Regions from separate parts of the Arabidopsis thaliana genome. Here region 1 is linked to region 2. A link is a contact called in public capture Hi-C data. All regions are on one chromosome and are shown on one strand. Each heading gives the region's core, a stretch centred on a gene start, on an enhancer-like site or on the middle of the called end of the contact. The rest is flanking DNA. Distances are from core to core; before and after follow the strand shown. Region 1 holds the start of LHCB2.2 (photosystem II light harvesting complex protein 2.2). Region 2 holds the start of ZAP1 (zinc-dependent activator protein-1).

What was found. Capture Hi-C pulls out chosen DNA fragments and counts their contacts.
Region 1: a contact with region 2 is called in a capture Hi-C map of root, with 3 times the contacts expected there. The contact joins the promoter of LHCB2.2 here to the promoter of ZAP1 in region 2. A contact is called at or near these places in 2 of 26 Hi-C or Micro-C datasets (root and shoot), 1 of 2 datasets of contacts at active chromatin or transcription factors (shoot) and 2 of 3 other capture datasets (root and shoot).

The regions. Positions count from the first base shown.
Region 1 is chr2:1,798,666-1,803,985 of TAIR10.1, reverse strand. It overlaps LHCB2.2 (photosystem II light harvesting complex protein 2.2), which reads left to right and starts at 3,514. Exons shown (of 2, transcript NM_126537.4): 1 at 3,514-3,802; 2 at 3,899-4,752. The coding sequence starts at 3,657. The coding sequence ends at 4,550. AT2G05060 (Protein kinase superfamily protein) reads right to left here. Exons shown (of 1, transcript NM_126536.1): 1 at 4,884-5,320. The coding sequence ends at 4,884.
Region 2 is chr2:1,714,240-1,719,908 of TAIR10.1, reverse strand. It overlaps ZAP1 (zinc-dependent activator protein-1), which reads right to left and starts at 2,076. Exons shown (of 5, transcript NM_179605.3): 1 at 1,841-2,076; 2 at 782-1,428; 3 at 529-709; 4 at 270-425; 5 at 1-173. The coding sequence starts at 1,352. It overlaps AT2G04865 (Aminotransferase-like, plant mobile domain family protein), which reads right to left. Exons shown (of 6, transcript NM_147246.3): 6 at 4,902-5,669. The coding sequence ends at 5,310. AT2G04870 reads left to right here and starts at 3,523. Exons shown (of 1, transcript NM_126519.1): 1 at 3,523-3,741. The coding sequence starts at 3,523. The coding sequence ends at 3,741.

The DNA of each region.
Region 1 (5,320 bases), core at 2,265-4,764, 83 kb before region 2:
ATATGAGAAAACCTAAATTAAAAAACATTTTAAAAAAATTAGTATTATCTTTTACGTAAATATTCTTTAAATTAATATTTATTAATTTATCTTATTAATTAATATTTATTAATTTATCTTATTAATTAATATTTATTAATTTATAGGATAAATTAATATCACTATAAATTAATAAAATTTCATGGTCGTAGCATTATTAATTTATAGAGTTTCTACTGTATATGGAATTACACCAAAAACCACATCTCTTCTTCAGCTTCTCCTCGACACAAAACAGAAAAAACGAGATTCATAGTCGTCAAGGTCAATGTGATCTCGCCGTCGCCGGAGATCTCGTCGGATCCATCGCCGGAGTGTAACAGGTTTGTGTTGCTCTCTCTCTCTCTCTCTCTCTCTCTCTCTCTCTCTCTCTCTCTCTCTCTCTCTCTCTCTCTCTCTCTCTCTCTCTCTCTCTCTCTCTCTCTCTCTCTCTCTCTCTCTCTCTCTCTCTCTCTCTCTCTCTCTCTCTCTCTCTCTCTCTCTCTCTCTCTCTCTCTCTCTCTTTCTCTCTTCCTCTCTCTCGCTCCATGTCTCTCTCGTTGTTTCTCTTTGTATCCTTGTTGCAATCACTTGTTCTTGGGTTTGATCCACCGTGGTTACATTGCTTAATTGTGGGTTTGCTTTACTTTGTTTTTTGAATTCATTGTTACTTTGATTCTTCGATTAGCTTTAGTTTACGGCTTTGTGTTGCTTTGCTTGCTTTGTGTTGCTTTTGATTCTTCGATTAGCTTTAGTTTACGGCTTTGTGTTGCTTTGGTTGCTTTGTGTTGCTTTTGATTCTTCGATTAGCTTTAGTTTACGGCTTTGTGTTCCTTATATTGCTTTGTGTTGCTTTGTGTTGCTTTTGATTCTTCGCTTAGCTATAGTTTACGGCTTTGTTTTGCTTATATTGATTTGTGTTGCTTTGATTATTCTATTAGCTTTAGTTGTGTTGCTTTGATTATAGGTCTTTTGTGTGTTTTGATGCAGAAAGCTAGGATCTAGATTTGGCTATTTGAGCATATAGATTTAAGGATTGAAAGAAGAATCACTGTAAGTCATCATCATATATTCTTTTGATCTACACGTTTTTTGCTATGAATTTGTTGACATTGAACTTTGTGTTTACTTTGTGTCTTTCGTTTATGAATTGTTTAGTGTGTTATTGTTTTAAGGAGTTTAACTGGTGATGATATGTAACTGTTAAGTGAATGAGTTTAAGAAGCTTTGTCTACTATCTTTATTGTCAATGATAGTTTGATTTAAGAAGCTCTCTGTTATCCTGTGACCTCTACTTTTGGCTGGTCTCTAAGCTTGGTTTGTCATAATTGTTAAAATGGAAAACAGTTTAAGAAACACGTGAGTATTGGTTGGTCTCTAAGCTTGGTTTATCATAATGATTGTGTCTTTTGTCAAAAGTCTTTAACATGAGTTTGCTTTAGTGTTTTGGTTTAGTAATGGTATAGAGTAATAGTAATGGTATTGAGTAATGGTATAGACTATAGAGTAAAGGAAATCGATGAAGTTTGTTTGTTTCTTTCCTGACATTAGCTTTGAAATTGGAGTTAAGACGCTATTTAGTAAATGAGAAATCGAGTTTTGGAGTTAAGATTCATTGAGGTTAAGTAATAGCCAATATGGATGGTTACTTGATATATTTTGGTAAGACCATACTCTGGTTTCTGTTTCATATTTTGTGTCATGATTGAATCACTTTTGAGAATGTGTCATGGTTGAATCGTTAGGTAGTACTAGCCAATATGCATGCTTGCTCTTATTGGAGAATTGGTGATGATTCATAGAGGAACATTACTTACTGACATTAGCACAATTTAAGATCTAACAAAGTATCTTTTTTGCTTCATAATCTAATGCCAATGTGTTTTTTTCTTTACAGGTTTAGTAATCTGAAATTGAAGTTTGAAAATGGGAATGATCAACAACGAAAAAATTTGAAGATCAAAGCCAAACTCTCTTTTTCAAACTCTACTTTGATTAATATGAGAATGTAGCTATAGATTATTTGTTACTTAACATAAGGCATTTTAGTCATTTATATATTGATGAGAATGTGAATTATCCATCCAAATGATCAAACAAACAAAGCTCCATCTAAATGATGCATTTAGATGAACTAGCAAATGATCAAACAAACATCATTAAGATGAATCATCCAAATGGATTATTTGGATGGATCATTTGGATACAAATTCCAAATGATCAAACAAACATGACCTAATAATAATAATTTTAATAAATGTTTGTTGCAATTGTGTTTTATTTGTTACAATCTTTTAAACAATCTTTTTAAACTAAAATATATATATTTGTCGTTTGTCATTTTCAGAAAACTGCAATCTGAATAAAAAATTTCTACGGTTTTTTTTTTTATTGTATCACCTCATAATCATTCGCAAGTTGCAACTATTTAGTTGAACTATTGCAATATTTAGTTTATTATAAATTATTGCAATTTTTGTTTTGTTTAATGAGTCGTTGTAATTTTTAATTTATTTGATGAACCATTACAATTTTTGATATATTTAATATATACGATCGCACCTCTTGGTATAATTTTTCATATATATTTTTAAAATTTTAATTACTTAAAATTAAAATTAAAAAAAACTATTACAACCGTTTAATTGAACCATTGCAATATTTAGTTTATTTGACGAACCATTAAAATTATTGGTTTATTTTATGAACTCTTGTAATATTTTATATATAAATAGTAGCGATCTGACTAAATGACTTATACGTTTGGGTTTCTCAATTTTGTAACTGTGTTTGCATTGTAATGGCTCATGACCTAAGCCTAATTTGGGAGGCCCATATATATAAAAACTCTGTAAGAAACAAGGTTCGAATTTGTAGCAAATGTAATCTTTCTCTACCATTATGTGACTCTTGTAAGAGCCATAGCCAAGGAAAATTACTTAAGTTAGGTAATGTTCTGTGAAATATATTTTTCCTCCTCTGTAAATAAAGTGTGTTTTTCTATTTACTTGCAGTTTGACTTCTTGATCTGGTAAGTGTTGGCTTTTAATATATGATTTAGTGTGACATAGCGAATCATGCAAGAAATAATATGTAGTGAAGAAACAAAGCATCTCTAATAGCAACTAAGAATCATAGACCTCTGGATCCTCCAGTACATATCATCGTATAGTTTAATTTAAACCAATCCATAATACATGCATTTTTGTTTTGTAATTAAAGTTTTAAAACCCACGGTTTGAAATTTTATGTTCAAACCGGTCTGGTCGAGTAGTCATCACGGTTTAAGATAAAAGATAAAGAAACGCAATCGAAGATAGGATTATTGATATATCATCACAAAGAATAGCCAAAAAACAATCCAATAAAATAAGTGTTAAACACTATCCTCTCACTGAAGCACAAGATCTTCCATTGCCAGATGGCACCACCACAACCATTACCAATCTCCTCATAGGACCAATGAAATCTAAACTAAACTCTTTCAACGAATCAGAACCCTCTGACGTGTACATTTGATAATCCCCTAACATGAAAATCACTCTGTTATAAAACCCAATTGGTTTCACCATCCCATCATAACTCACACTCTCTCTTCAATCCTTTCCTTTCATTGTAGTTAAACAAAGATTACGATTATGGCCACATCAGCTATCCAACAATCCTCCTTCGCCGGCCAAACGGCTCTCAAGCCCTCCAGCGACCTCATCCAAAAGGTGGGCGTCTTGGGCGGTGGCCGTGTGACCATGCGTCGTACCGTCAAGTCTACTCCCCAAAGCATCTGGTACCAAATTTATCCTCTCTCCCTCTTATATGTCTTAAGTAATCCTTAGTTGTTTAGATCTGTCTAATCACCAAATGCAATATAATTTTGTAACAGGTATGGACCAGACCGTCCCAAGTACTTGGGACCATTCTCGGAGAACACACCGTCTTACTTAACTGGAGAATACCCCGGAGACTACGGCTGGGACACCGCTGGACTCTCGGCTGACCCGGAGACATTCGCTAAGAACCGTGAGCTTGAAGTAATCCACAGCAGATGGGCTATGTTGGGTGCTCTCGGATGCACATTCCCTGAAATTCTCTCCAAGAACGGTGTTAAATTCGGAGAAGCCGTGTGGTTCAAGGCAGGCTCTCAGATTTTCTCAGAAGGAGGTCTTGATTACCTCGGAAACCCTAACTTGATCCACGCGCAAAGCATCTTAGCCATCTGGGCTGTTCAAGTTGTGCTCATGGGGTTCATTGAAGGCTACAGAATCGGAGGTGGACCACTCGGAGAAGGACTTGACCCGCTTTATCCCGGAGGTGCGTTCGACCCATTGAACTTGGCTGAGGATCCAGAGGCTTTCTCTGAGCTGAAGGTGAAGGAGCTCAAGAACGGTCGTCTTGCCATGTTCTCTATGTTTGGATTCTTTGTCCAAGCCATTGTTACTGGTAAAGGTCCCATTGAGAACTTATTTGATCATTTGGCTGATCCTGTGGCTAACAACGCCTGGTCTTACGCTACTAACTTTGTCCCCGGAAAGTAATTATCTTATGTATTTGCTTCATAATCTCTCTGCTTTGTAAACTCGTGATTGTGTAATATTGACGTTTGATGTGAATTTGGCACTTAATGATGTTTCTTGGGACTTGATTTTTTTTATTTATTGGCAAGAGTCAAAATCACATGACAGGTTCATATAAGCTGAGCGAATATTAGATTTACCTGGACCATACATAAACAATTTTAATGAGTAGTTGACAGATTTTGTGTAAAATAAATGCAGCTAAAATCGATTAAGTTCAACATTTCGAACAATGAACAATTGCATTTTTTTATATAAAGTTAGCTGAAAGCATTTTGAGCTAAGAATGTAAGTCTATCCACCACTAATACACCTAAGTTGCGAAAGCCTGTGTTCAATATTCTCCAACTCTAGTGCTATATCATTAGAATTCTTACTCTTCACGAGAGGCTCTATGATCTTATTAACATCCCCACGCAAGAAGCAATGCCTCAACAATGTGAAAGCGTTTTTTCTCTTGTTAGTCTCCGACGCGAAGCAAGTCATCACAAAGAGTTTTGCATCACAAGGAATATCTTTCGAAATCAATGGCATGGAACCTTTCTTAAGATCTCCCAAGTCATAGTTCTTATCCCACCATGGTCTCTTTCCAGTGTACATCTCCAACACCACACATCCTAATGACCATAAATCCAAACCTCTCCTTGTTTCGCCGTTAGAAATCGATTCAGGCGACATATATACCGGTGTTCCCGCAAACGGATGACTAGGAAGCCACCATTTACTATCTC
Region 2 (5,669 bases), core at 827-3,326:
CTTTATCATCAACTTCCGAGTCCAGCATGTTATTATGAGTAACAACTCTTCCTGGAGGCATATCGTGGTCGTGTTTTCCCTCGTAAGTTGTTATAAGCAACTTTGTGTCATGAGATGACCTCTCTACGTGTTTCTTGACGGGGCATCCAGGGCTTGAACATCTATAGTAGCTCCTAATACATAAAACATCAAATGGAGAAAGAACGTGAGCAGCGAAGAATGAAACCAAAAGTTTGACATTATATTTCAAACATGTAAGCAGTCACTACCTTGGATATGGGCTGCCTTTTACTGATTTCTGACCATATTTACGCCATCGGTACCCATCATTCACAATATCAAACAGAGTCTGAGTGTGAACCACAATGCGTGAATCATTGGTTGACCTCTCCACTGGACTCAGCTCAATGTTCCCTCCTTTCTTCCTGATTTAGTGACATCAACATAAGAAGAAAAAACAAGGAACACCAATGGTGAAGTCTTCCTCCAGAACCATGAAAAACAAACCGACATATCAATCATCAATACCTTCGCTTTGCGGTAGGACTATTATAATCCTTGTGAGTGTTGTCCCCCGTTATCCTACTTGATTGTGAAATATCAGTTTTCACATCATCAGCTGGTGGAATAACTGAAACATGTAATCCTCCATGGATCTTTGGTGGTTCGGTTTGACGAAGTGTCTGAACACTGGATCCAGATGTTTTCTCTACAAACATGATATCATAAGAAACAATGCACAGCTTATAAATTAGAGAAACTATATCTATTCTTTGTTCACCTTTACTAACAGCTGTGAAGACATCACTTCGCTTATCCTGATTGATAGGAACAGCACCAGCAAGAGGCTTTGGGTGATCATGTTCCCCAAAGTAAACGGTATCCACGACTTGTCCACCCGCAGACCGTTCCAACTGTTTTTTCGCTTTGCAGTTAGGGTGAGTGCACCTGTAATAGCTCCTTACAAACTCATTTCCTTTCACAAGTTTCTGTCCATATTTCCGCCAGTTGTATCCGTCTTCCATAACCTTCTCACGAATAAAAGGACTATTCCCTTCCGAACCAGACTGCAAAGATAATGCACCGCTACTTTCAGAAACCTTCGGTGCTTTCTCGGATACCGGGGAAGCAACATCTACTTCCGACTGCGAAGCTACCGTATGTGGAACAAGTTTTTCAAGCTCCTTACAGTCAGTAGATTCCAAACTTTCAACAACGGTTTCAGTTCTAGTTACAGCCACTGGTATGACCTCCGCTTTATCAGTAGTGGCAACAACATCATCCACTGCTTTAGTCTCATTTGAATGGTCTAACTCCATATCACTAGCCAGAACTTTTCCCACCTCAGCCATAAATACTAACAAACTCAAGTAAACTCAAAACCGGAGAGACTCGAGCTTAACCCCAAATATATCTAATTCCCAAAGCCTGAAGGAGAAATCAAAACAAACAAAAACCAAATCATTACAGTGAATTCACACTAAATTCCACAGAAACAACAATTAGGAATAAAATGTTGCAGAATAACCACTAAAAGTCTCCACTTTTGGGAAATTTCTATATCAATTACAATCTTAGTAAAGACTCAAAATTGATTAGTCCTATGCTTCACCAACGATCTTTAGACTCAAGTACTTTACTTTGAAACAAACAAAACCCCAAAATTAAAGCATTTGCTAAAATCTTATAACCAAATTACATAAAAAGTCGGCAAATTTGTTCCATTTACTACGGAGTTAAGAGACGACCCAGTAACAAGATTCGCATAAAGATTCAACATTTAATACTAAATTAAAGAATTTAATACAACTTCAAAAACAAAATAAAATAAAGAATTTACCTAGCACAGACATCGAGAAGATCATCATCCGACCAAATAAGATAATCCCAAAAAACCGAAGCTGCTTATGTTCTTGTAAGAATCTCGTAGATCGAAATCGAACAATCTCAAATTGGGTTTAAGAGAGAGAGAAAAGAGAAGAAGAACAAAAGGTCATGTCGAAGAATCAGATGGTTGGACTTAGAAATGACTATGGAGAAAGAAGAAGAAGAAGAAAGTGGGGAAGAGAGGTTTTGTTTCAGTGTTACGCGGTGTATTGAAAGATATGTAGACGTCGTTGATCTAACGGTTAGATGATACGTTTCTCATGACATATATTCTCCACCCACAAAACGCAAGCCGACAAAAGCAGAAGCAGTGGGACCCAGAGAACCCAGTGCATAATAATCTCGTGTGTCTCATTAGTATTGTTGTTTCTTGGTTACAAAGTGTGAGTAATATCAAACTTTGGGGATCGATTTTGCAAATACATGTAAATTACTTAACTACGAGGAAGAAAACAAAAGTATTGATTCTTACACAAGTGGATGTATATCTTTTTTTAGGACTACTTTTGTTTAAGAACTTGAGTACGTTTGTAAGAAAATGTTTAATGAAAAGGAGAATTGTCAAGGTCAATTTGTTGAACAACCACTGATCATCTAGACACTTTCGACTTTAGGTAATAATTTTTTAAAAATTCGATTTTTTTTTTTTTTTTGTTTTTTTGTTTTTCCTTACAAAAGAACAAATGGAAAATTGTAGTGATTAATACTACATTTTTAACGAAATTAGATGAGTAGAAAAACAGAGATATTAAAAGAAGATTTTTCTGAAAAAAAAATCCACAAAATCATCTATTTTTGCAATTTTACAATTTATATCTAAAAACTATAAAATAATTATATAAAGTTAAAAATAGTACGCAATATAACTTTTTTGCTATTGTAAAATTTTTAAATTTTGATAAATAATATATCAAATCGTAGCTTTCGAGATGAAGAGTTCAACTATATCTTTAAAATTTTCAAAAACAAGTATATGTGACCATAAAAACGTTTACAATATATGTAAAGTTTCATAAATAGGTTATATTGCATATTATTTATGAATTTATATGATTATTTTGCATTTATTGGACGTTGAAGGTAAATTTGAAAAAAAATAGGTGATTTTGAACGGGTTTTTTTTGCACAAAATTCCTAAAAGAAAATAACATATTTGTTAGATAACTTATGCTCCCTTTGTCCCACAAAGATAAATTTTCTAGAAAAAATATTTGTCCCACAAAGATAGAAGTTTTATATTTTCAATGCAAATTTTAAAACTATTTACCTGTTTTACCTTTATTAAATAATTAGCTAAATATTTATTATTATTTTTAAAGTTTATTAAGAGGTTAAAATTGTCATTATACAATATTTTTTAAAGAATGTGAAATTTTTTAAAAATATTATCTTAGTAGGACGGAGGGAGTAGAAAATTTTCCAAAATAGAAAAAACTTCATAAATTTTTTGTTTCTTTGAAAAGTCCATCTGTTAATAAAATATCAAAAATAACTAAGGAATAAAGATAAATTATGTTTGTAAAGTGACAATCTTAAAAACGATATTTAAAACTTGAAGTATTATTTGTAAGGTTGGCCGAATTTTGGGGGTTTTGGGTTCTCGATTCTAATTTGGGTGTGCTGGGTCTTTATTCAATGTCTTTCGATGAAGGGTTAGTGTATGAGAGTGACCCAGATGATCTCGAGTACGAATATCTGGGGAGTGATGTCGAGAGTGAAAATGTTGGTGGTGAAAACAGAAGTTCGGGGGACGATGATAGTGTGGTTAAGAATGAGGGAGACGACAAGGGAGATTACGACGATTCCGATGAAAGAGATGACAGAGGTGGTGATAGAGACTTACGTTTCGATTAATTAAAGAAATGAGAAAACGACGTCGTCTTTTTCTCGGGTCATGGGTGATTATTCGGGGTAATCGCAATCGCGGTACAGTAAACACGAATTTATGGTTAACTCCGGTTTAATCACTGGTTCAATTGGAGGCGTAGTATTTCACATGAATCCAAAAGTATATGTATGTATTTTGAGAATTTATTTGTTTATGGTGATATTTCAAAGGATCAAAAGTTTAGAGGAGAATGTTGAGAATGTTGAGATTGTTAATAGTATAGGGTGGAAAATTCGGCCAATCCATTATTTGTATAATTAAAAAAGTGTGTAGTTTTTTTACAAATAAAAACATTAGGAATAATTTTTCAGAAATTCATTTACTTTAATAGAGAAATGACTTTCCTACCCTTTTTGGAAATAAAGATGCTCAGACATCGTTATCTTCGACTTGATAACTTATAAGGTAAAGATAAAAACTGCCTAGATGTGGTGTTGAGTAGGAAACGATTAATCACCGTCTCTTTGAATGTTCATCGGCGCTTACAACTTGGGTTCTATCGTCATTCTCATTGTCGCCTTCTTCCTTCCCTAGTCATTCACTCTTCTCTAACTTCGCTTTTTTTTTGGAGAGCAAAGGTGATGATGAATGCAGAGGAAGATAGTTTTATTTCTCATAGATACCTAAGATTCAGAATAGATTTATTTACGAGAATACTCGGGAGAATCATCATAAAACACTAGAGCATGCCACTCAAGAGGTGACTGCATTGCATGTGGTAAATAGGAAAGATGACGCCCTTTACGTAAACCTGGAGCCACCCCATCACACTACAAACTTTGAACTACCCAACCGGAATGCCAAATTGATGGCTCATGGCGTCTAACCGACCCCTTTAGTGAACATGGGTAGATTGTCATGGATGGAGAGACACCTCTCTTTATAGGATTAAGAAGCTCCCGTCCGGGGTTATCCCCTCTTCAAGCCGAATTGGTTACCTTGCTTTGGACCATGGAGTGTCTCATCACGTCTTCGAAGATAAATTTTAGCTTTGTCTTAGATTGTTTGAGTTAATATCCATTCTACATAATCTACCAGAGTGGCTTACATTTGTAGTAGAAGTTTAACACTAAAAAACTTTTGAAACTTCAGGCCGATAACTTAATAAAATGGTGACTTTGACCGGAAAAAAAGAGGTAAGATCTAAGTGGCACAGAAAACTCCATCTCTTATGAAATTTCTTCCTAATTTATATAATCAGAGAGTCATAATTCGACTGTAAGAGATCAAATGGTATCACCATTCGACAACTTCATATCTGGCAAAAGAACTACCTTTCTTCTGTAAACCCTTCTACAAATAATTTAACATAATCTTGAAAAAAGGCAGTACTTAAAAGACTACAAGTTACCAAAAAAAAAAAAACACAACAGAAAAACTAAACACAACTTCTCCTCCAGCTTTTCTTCATCAATCCTGATTTGCCTTGATGTATAGTATAACTCTCATTGAATCTGACAGTTCCATGAACTCGAGAGAAAGAAGAGGCAGAAATTCTCATTGGTTAAACAGATGAGAAGAAAACCAACTACTTTCAAGCCACCACAGTGTTCTCTCCTCTTCTATCAAGAGAAGACGACTCTGCAACACTTTCTCCCATCTCTGTTTCATCTTCTTCCTCTCTGTTCGCGTTTTCTTCACCGCTCACATCACTAAAGCCCTTTGCTGCATCATCATCTTCAACCTTTGATTCTTTATCTTCTTTCTTCACATCATAGCTCTCAGTTGGCTCCTCGCCATCAAACTCTTCTTGTAACTTACTCTCCTCAACAAACTTGTCTGTGTCGTCTAGCAATGACCCTTCAATCTTGTGTATGTCTTGAGTCTCAGGCAATTGAGGGATGGTGTCGCAAAGCTCCATATCATCAACTTTGGTGACAGCATCATACATATG